2 separate regions of the Anas platyrhynchos genome follow, and region 1 is linked to region 2. The links are chromatin contacts, called in public Hi-C maps. All regions are on one chromosome and are shown on one strand. Each heading gives the region's core, a stretch centred on a gene start, on an enhancer-like site or on the middle of the called end of the contact. The rest is flanking DNA. Distances are from core to core; before and after follow the strand shown.

Region 1 (4,077 bases), core at 1,489-3,988, 320 kb after region 2:
AGAACATTTTGGGGGGGTCATGTATTACACTAATTCTCTAAGAACACAGAAGCATACTAAGAGGTGGAAAAAATATATTTATTTTTTCTTTCTGTAAGAGAAAATAAAAAAGTGTATGTCTGGCTCCAGGTTCCCATGGATTCTTAAGCCTTGGAATTAATTTGCTAAAAATTCACATTCTGCTTCTAGAGAAGACGTGCAGCAAACCACTTGGAGCAGGTTGAATCTTAAAAGGAGCTGCCAACAGAAAACAAGGTGAGGACCATAAATAGCTTCAGATCCCACAGAAAATCTGCTAGCCATATACTGTGGTAAATGGAGGCAAAATCTTAAACTGCTACTATATCAAAGGGGAAAATAGCAAAGGAACCCTAGTTACATTAAAGGTTAAATAAAAATCTCTTGTAAGTATTAAGAAAGGAAAGGATGGACAGACTGAGGCCAATGTTACCATGACATCCGTTTAACAGGGTCCTGCATCCATTTAACAGGGTCCTGCACCAGTGACACCAGGGGAATTATTTCTATTTTATATTGGGACAAAGGTGTTCAGAATCTGTCCAAGAGCTGAATGAAGATGAGTTAATGCACAGGGGTGTATATGGACAAAGTCTGAGCTTGGATGCACCCAAGAAATTTCCGTCTGATCAGCATTGTTCTCCCTGGAGCTACAATGGCTTGAGGCCTAGAAGGCCAAAGGTGACTTTCAGCTGCCCTGTAAAAAGATCCAAAGCAGCAAGAAGCTGGATTAAGGGGCAGGATGAAATGAAAAGAGAAGGAAGACTTTGCTGATATGAAAGACGGAAATGATGGCACTCTGAAGAAGACAATATCTGGACCAATTTTCACAGCCCAGTTTCTAGAAAAACATGGTTTTGGCACACGTGTTTTTTGGTACTCCATCCCTTGCCAGCCCAAGTGGGTTTTTAGCAGGCACGATGACAGCAATCCCCTGCGAGAGGAGAGTTATGCCAGCACGTACCTCATCAGCTGCAGCATGGGCAGGGGCCAGGGGAAACAGCAAAGGCGACGTGATGAGGTACTACATGAGGTAGATGAAGGGGTCTCGGCCTAGAGTGGAGAAGGGAAGTGAAGGGGAAAGCTGTGGCCAGATCACACGTCGTGGTCTCAATACAACCCATCACAAACCCCCTGCTGATGGCAGATAGGATAGTTTAGCCATGCGCAGAGGGAGAAATGGTGTGAAAAAGAGCAGGGAACAAGAGCAAGAACACAGCTGCCCATGGGCTGCACCATGCCCATGTGGAGACAGAAGTCAACAGGCCAGGCAGGGAAACAAAAAATCCCTCAATAAAAGTCCTGTAGGAAGCCCTCCTGAAGGGAAGGCTGGCAGGGTGCTAAGAGTGTAGAAGAGGTTTTCACTATTTTGACCCAGACCCAGGGACATCCCAAACCCATAGCTATGTAGAAGTCTAACCTACAGCTTGGGTTTCATGGGCAGACCTTGGCAGCTTCATCCCAGCTTTTGGAGGACTCATAACCAAAACTGTAAGGTAAGAAGAAAATGTTTTACCAACCAAAAACTGATTTTAACAACTGTGTCAACTGAAATGTTCTTCCCAATCACCTACCTCCATAAAAAAAAAATATATATATACATGTATATATATATATATATATATATATATATATATATATATATATCCTTGAGTTTCAAAGCCCATATAGTTTCAGATTTTTTTTTTCAATTTCTTCCTTTGTGAAGAGTGGAAATAGGAGTCTTCACTCTGAATATTTACTTTTACTTAAGAACCCAGATTCCTCTTATTAAAATATGTAGCTTGAAAAACTTCTGCTAAATCTTAGCATCAGTCTTGTGTCCAAGGAATTAACAGGCAAATGTGGTTTTATTTTACTCCAGCTCCCATTTCTGCATTTCTTCTCTAGTCAGCATAGGGCAGGAGGAGAAACCTGATGGTGGAGGGTCTCCCTTCCTCCCATGTTACCATTAGTCCCTTTCCAAGCCAGTCTTTCCCAGGCACTTCATTTGTACCAGTCTGAAATAACAAGATAAGCCCAGTGACTGTTCCAGTAATACCCCCCGGTTACAGGAGGCTGTTGAAGCTTTACTGAAAGCTACTGAGTGCAAATGTCAAGGTCTTCCAGAAAACTGCTGGGGTGAGACAAAGAGGTTAAAGAGGCAAAATCGCCTAGTTGATGAGCAGATCTTGGCCATGTTGTCACCAGCAGCCAGAGCACATATCCCATTGAGCGATGCCTTCACAGAAGGAATCTGCAACTGCAGACAGCCCCAATTATATGGACCGACAGACAAACGTGCAACAGGGGATGACAAATGGCCAAAAATATTTTCTTACCGAGCAAGCAGGGGGAGGTGGGAGCCCCTGCTCCAGGCAGAGGAGGTTTGTTTAATCTACCCAGCCCCCTCTGCCGACCCCAGATCGTTTCCTCCTCCAACAGCTGCAGCCGTGGGGGACGGAGCAGCACGGAGACGTACAGCTGTCCCTCGACCAACACCACACCACCCCGCTGAGGATCCAGCCCCATGGGTCCAACCCTGAGCCCAGCTCCCCCAGCTTCTGTCCAAACTGTTTGGACAATTTTTTAAGATTCCTTTCCGATATCAGTTTGGAGAATAAAAGCTACAGCCTTCCACTGAAAACTTTGCCCGGTTTAAAGCCTTCAACTTGCAAAGCCATGGTGCGATAGCAGAAATGCATTCCTCTCAAAGCCAGGTCAGTGACTGTGCAATCAGGACCTTGATTTGTATTTTAAGTATCGCACATAAATACACTCCTCCTTGACCAGCACACGCTGCTCTTGATCCGTACACCTCCCACGTGAACAGCAGTGATACTTCATTTTTGCAAAATTCAGCTGTTGTGAAGCTTTCCAAGCAGTGTGCTAAATCATCTCCGAGGATTACAGTGCAGCTTGAGGTGAAGGGTTTGGTTTATCTGTGTTCAGTTGCAGCATTTTGGATAAAAGGTTTACGGGTTTTGTTTGTTTGTTTGTTTGTTTTTTGTCAGTCAGCTGAAGGGGATTTCTGAACAGGAGGACCCTGACAGTGGTGAATGTCACTGCTCATGGGGAGGTCTTTTTTCCATGGCAAGATTGGCACAGTTGGAGCCTGAGCAAACTCAAGAGACTGACTGGAGACTGACCAAACACAAATGGCCCCTTTAAAATGTCTACATCACATTTGTTAATGCCAGGCCACAAAGGCTGGGTACAGTCACGAGGACAAAAGGTCTAAAAGAAGACGAATCCTCAAACTGGGCTGGCTCCCCCAGCACAAAGGGGGCCAGAACAAGGACATGAAGTGCATTTCTCTTTTTTTTTTTTTTTTTTTTGGTCCTATTTAGCTTGTCCCTACCCATAGCACAATTTCCTGGCCTGGCTCTATATAAATGACAACCTTATAAATTTGAACTGCACTTTTTCTAACCTGGATTATTTTTTTTTTTGGACACAAAAAGTTCAGTATTTGACATAATCGCCTTTTGGCATGCTGTATAAATATGTATTTTGTTAGACTGATTGACTCTCTGTGAGGACTGAGAAGGAATAAAGTTCCACTATTCACCATTGTCAAAGCAATACCCCAGACTCCTAATCAAATCTGCTCCTGCGAAGGTAGAAAAAACAATAACTCTGCCATAAGTAACTTCGCTGGAGCCACCGCTCTGACGCCGTGAAACTGAGTTTTTCTGTGCTGCAGAGAGACTTGACTGAGTTGTTTGTTTTGTTGTGTTTTTTTTTTTTTTTTAATAAGTTGTAGGTAGTTGTTTTCTAACTTGTTCATTGCCATTTTCTTGATTACACAACATTTTCTCCCAAGGGGCACCACAAGGTACATGAGATACAGAGGGTTTGATATCAATGTTGTTAGAGAAGGATCCCCACTGCTTCAGTGTACATAGGCTGAAGGCACAGGACTACAGAATTAAAGAACCACAAACAGGTCTAAACCGCATCTGTGTCATGTCCACACAAATCAGCATGGGGGTTCGTCATACTACATTTAAACAAACTCCAGCTGACAACTTAATTTGGGAAAAAATCTGTATCATCACTGATCAGCTACCTCGCATT
Region 2 (4,170 bases), core at 1,050-3,549:
TTCTTTTCCGTAACTCTGATATTATTGTTTTGGTAATACAAAATATATCTTCAAAATCTGGGGCTGATTATTTAGCCTAAAAATCAAGAAAAACAAACAGACAAACAAACAAAAAACAAACACAAAAATCACAATCCACAGTAACATTAGAAATGATTTAGAAAAGTCAAAAATAAAAAGTTATACAAAGTGGTAGCACCTCTGTGCATCCTTTCTTGGGGTCCTGGTTGTGCCCAGTTTTGGTGTTCTGTCACAAATTATTACGTTACAGGTAACTGATACTTTTAACAGAGTTCTCAGTGATTTTCCAGTAACCATTTCATGCAAACTGTTAGGGCAGAGAGAGCTCTTATTTTTTCGCCACTGAGCGAAGGCCAGCAGTAGTGTTTGGGTACCACAGAAGCCCCATGGGCTTGTGACAGTAAAAATCCGTGCCTGTGCAGTTCAGTCATATCAGGCACACACAAATCCACTCCACCTTGAGGTTTCCTTGCTGTGAGGAGCCTGGGATGTCTAATTAGCTCTGAACTCTGTCTGAACTTTTCCTTGAGCTCAGTGCTACATTGTGTAGCCTTTCTGGTGTCTAATAAGGGTGAAATCACACTGCAGCACTAATCTAATTCAGGTAAAAACAAACAAAGCATGAGATAACCGTCTGATGGAGGCCAGCCTGTTATTAGTTCCTGTACTCAAAGACGTGCTCATTCATTTAACCCAAAATAGCCATTTTTGGCTTGCATTTAGTTTAAAAAGGAGCAGCAAAATTAAAAACAAAAAATCATTTGCAGTGGTGATCTGCAACACAGCCTAGGGAAGTTCAGGCTGCAGGTCCCATCCCTGTACTGATTCTGATTTCACTGGTTTTCAGCAGCAGAGCTGGCTTTCAGTGAAAAGAATGAAGCTTTCCAAGGCAGCTGATTTTCACTGAAAAATATGTGGGCTATTCATATTTTCCACTTGTGAAGCAAAAAAGGAAAATCATTAACCCAAAACGTTTTACCTGAAGTAGTGTATTCTTATTCACCGGACAGTGAAACAGGTATCCTGGCTGCTCCTCTCCCATCTTTTTCTTCTTGGAAGAGCAAGTGTAGCTAAGACAGTCAGGATGTCATGCAAAAAAGAAAAAGGTTGGCCAAAGGACTAGCTCACCAGCCTGCTGCACCTAAGCAGGGTAAATACCAGCTTTTTGCCCATTTTCCATGGGGCTGTGGGAGAGAGCTTTTCTGAGACAGAGAGGATGTCTGTTCACTTGGTTGTATGGGATTTTCCTTCCAGCAACATCCAAACAAATATTAAAGAATTTCTGTATATATAGAAATATGAATTCAGCCATTTGGTTTCAGAAGCAATGAAAACTTTCTCTCATTTCTTCTACATCCATGAAAACACACTGGGATTTTACAAGAATTAAAGCAATATACTTGAAAAATTAACAAATGAACTGAATTATTTTACTACTAACATAAATAGCATTTCAGCACAGACTTTCACATCTAATCAGTTGTTAAACTTCTCCAGTACATGTTCCTGTTTCGGTGTAGCACAAAATGAGAGTTTAGGACCTGAAGTAGAGTAACCAAAGAATTTATCTCGTCTTCATTGCTGCTAATTTAATCCTGTGAAATTTCCCACATTCAGCACTGCAGAGTAGACCCACTGTGAAGCCATCTGAAATCTCCCACAGATGCTTTAGACAATGAGAAATACAAATCTGCAAATCTGAATACTGCTCACAATAAACTGGAGCAGCATTTCCTGGTGGCTGGGCTAGAGATAACAGGGCTGACTGGACGCGAAGGTAAAAGGCACTCTAAATAATGAACTGCTGACTAAGAGCGATGTCAGGATTACAGTACATACCGTATGGCTATCAGCAAGCAGCACAGTGAATGGTAATGGTCTCTGAAAAATGCATTCAATCAGGGAAATTGCCCCACCTGTGGCTCATTAACAGGATTAAGTCCTGATACAAAGTGACAGTCAGTATTATTTGTTTAGGCAAAACGCTCGCTCTCTTTGTAGTTTTTGGCATATCCAGCTGGCTTTAACAATATGGATCTGAGACAGCTAGTGTAGCTTTAATGTTAAATTAGCCAGGGTTAAAAGCTTGCCAAGGCTAAGCAGAAACAAAGTGCTCTTTTTCGCAAAGCTGGCACACGGGGCCGGCTTCGTTTCAGCAGTGCCCATGTGGTAGGTGTTCCATTCCCCGCACCCGCAGCAGCAATGATCCAGGCATTAAATGTCACTTTGTCACCAGAGCAGCACGCTATCACAGTACGAGCCACACCGTGCTCTCCAGGGCCAAGCAAACCATGCGAAAACCCGGGGCTCGTTGGGAAACCGTGAAACTTCTCAGCGGTGTCAGAAGCGGCTGCGCGGCCGCTCTGTTTACGGGAGTCTCAGGCGGCACAGCCCGGAGGTCTGTTCTGAAGTCTAAACAAGAGATAACAGCTCAAAGTCCTCAGCTGGTAGAAATTAGTGCTGCTACTGTGAACTTCTGGAGCTGCCGTGGTTTGGTTTGTTGGAAGACAGCTGGAGCATGGCCTGCAGCGTGTCGCGGGTTCACCGCTGCGGCCTTCCAGCTCTGCACCGAGGAGACGGTGCTGGAGAGGTGGTCACGCTGTGGCACTTGCTTAACAGGGCCATGGGGCTGGGGATAGCTTCAGAAATCAAATATCAGATGCTATTTAGCAGCTGTTTTAGAATTAAGTGGGTCCTAGTTTGAAGTCCCTTTTTGTGTCTTCACTTCTTGCACTGACAAAATAATATGGAACTAAAGTTACATCTAATTCTCCGAAGTTATTTGCAATGCGTCTTTTTCAGAGCTTAATCCAATGCCTTGGCTTCGTGGGTTAGGAAGAATTGTTCTTTCAAGGTTACTCTAAGCCTGCACCGTTTTTCCCCTGTGGCTGGTGCAGGAGCCACGGGCAGAGCTGGAGCAGACACAGCAGCCTTGGCACTTCTCTCCAGGAGTGCCATGGGGTATATTCTCTTGGGGTCATCCCTAAATGATGCTTGAGGTAACCTTTGAGAACTGTGATTCATTGTGTTTAAGAGAAACCAACATTAAACCCTATAACAGTCTTCAAAGTCAGAATGTTACATGATGATATCTTAAATACAACGTCAAGTGTGGAGAGTAAGTTAAAATCCATAAACCACTGTGAACTTTGGCATTAAAGGGGCAGAAAATGCTGGAAATGTTTGTTCGTGTCATAGCCTAGTTACATCCTCATGATTAAGAATTGGCATGCAAGATAAAAGGAACGGTGTTCAAAAAAAAATCTGATACATTCAAAACTTTGGATCAAAACCAGAATAGAGTATTTGCCAAAGAGGAGGCTGAAGGGCTCAATCAAGCTGCAGCAGATCTTTACAAAACAAAGTTCTTTATGCCTGTTGTTCTAATGTGGAAAGTAAATGGGCAGTATAGCTACATAAGGCACCAGAGTATCCCGTCATTTATAGCCAGAGGACAGCCACAGATAAAGGACTGTAATGCAATCTAAGTGGTACTGCTGTGAAACCAGAGTAATTTCATTTAGGTCAGAGGATTCTGTTTGTGTGGTATAGACTTATGAATATAATAATTCTTAGTGATGACAGATTATCCTGCCAGTGTGGTCCAGCACTCTGGGCTTTTACAGAAACGCCATGTTACACACTTTTTTTTAGCCCGTGTCCTGTGATATGCATTAGATTTGTGATATATATGAGCCACTAAAGACTGGACTGAAATCCCTAAATCCAATATAATCTCAGAGATCATAACATAAGCTGCCCAAAACAAAATAAATTGTGCCATTAACCAAGAGGATATAGATGATCATAAGCAGTTTTCTTTTTTTTAACGAATATGAAATAAAGTCATGAAGGCCCAAGGACCAGAGAAAAATTATCCCTGTTGCAAGAGAATGTCAGACAATGAAACTAACCTCTTGTATTAAACTACATTTAATAGAGCTGGAGAGTAGTGATTGCACACAGCTAATTCATAAATGTGGGAAGCAAGTGGGAAACCAGGAGAATTTCCTTCTCCATCCGCTTGAAATGGCCTGTTTCAGATTCTAAAGGTATGGAAAAGCTTACAGTTCCTCTTTTTTTGCTTTGATTATATCTATTTTATGTTAGCACTTGTTTAACAACATTTAGACATTGCCTGTCCATCTC

The links. Hi-C and Micro-C count contacts between places; a contact is called where the count stands out from the background.
Region 1: a Hi-C map of skeletal muscle shows a contact between it and region 2, with 3 times the contacts expected there. The contact joins two enhancer-like sites. A contact is called at or near these places in 3 of 8 Hi-C or Micro-C datasets (liver, skeletal muscle and subcutaneous adipose tissue).

The regions. Positions count from the first base shown.
Region 1 is chr4:73,524,188-73,528,264 of IASCAAS_PekinDuck_T2T, forward strand. No RefSeq gene overlaps it. Among named protein-coding and RNA genes, the nearest start is that of FGFRL1, 28 kb to the left of the region's middle. Within about 2 kb of position 2,739, at least 3 of the 8 cell types and tissues checked have an H3K27ac peak or open chromatin away from gene starts, as enhancers often do.
Region 2 is chr4:73,201,667-73,205,836 of IASCAAS_PekinDuck_T2T, forward strand. No RefSeq gene overlaps it. Among named protein-coding and RNA genes, the nearest start is that of RNF212, 34 kb to the left of the region's middle. Within about 2 kb of position 2,300, at least 3 of the 8 cell types and tissues checked have an H3K27ac peak or open chromatin away from gene starts, as enhancers often do.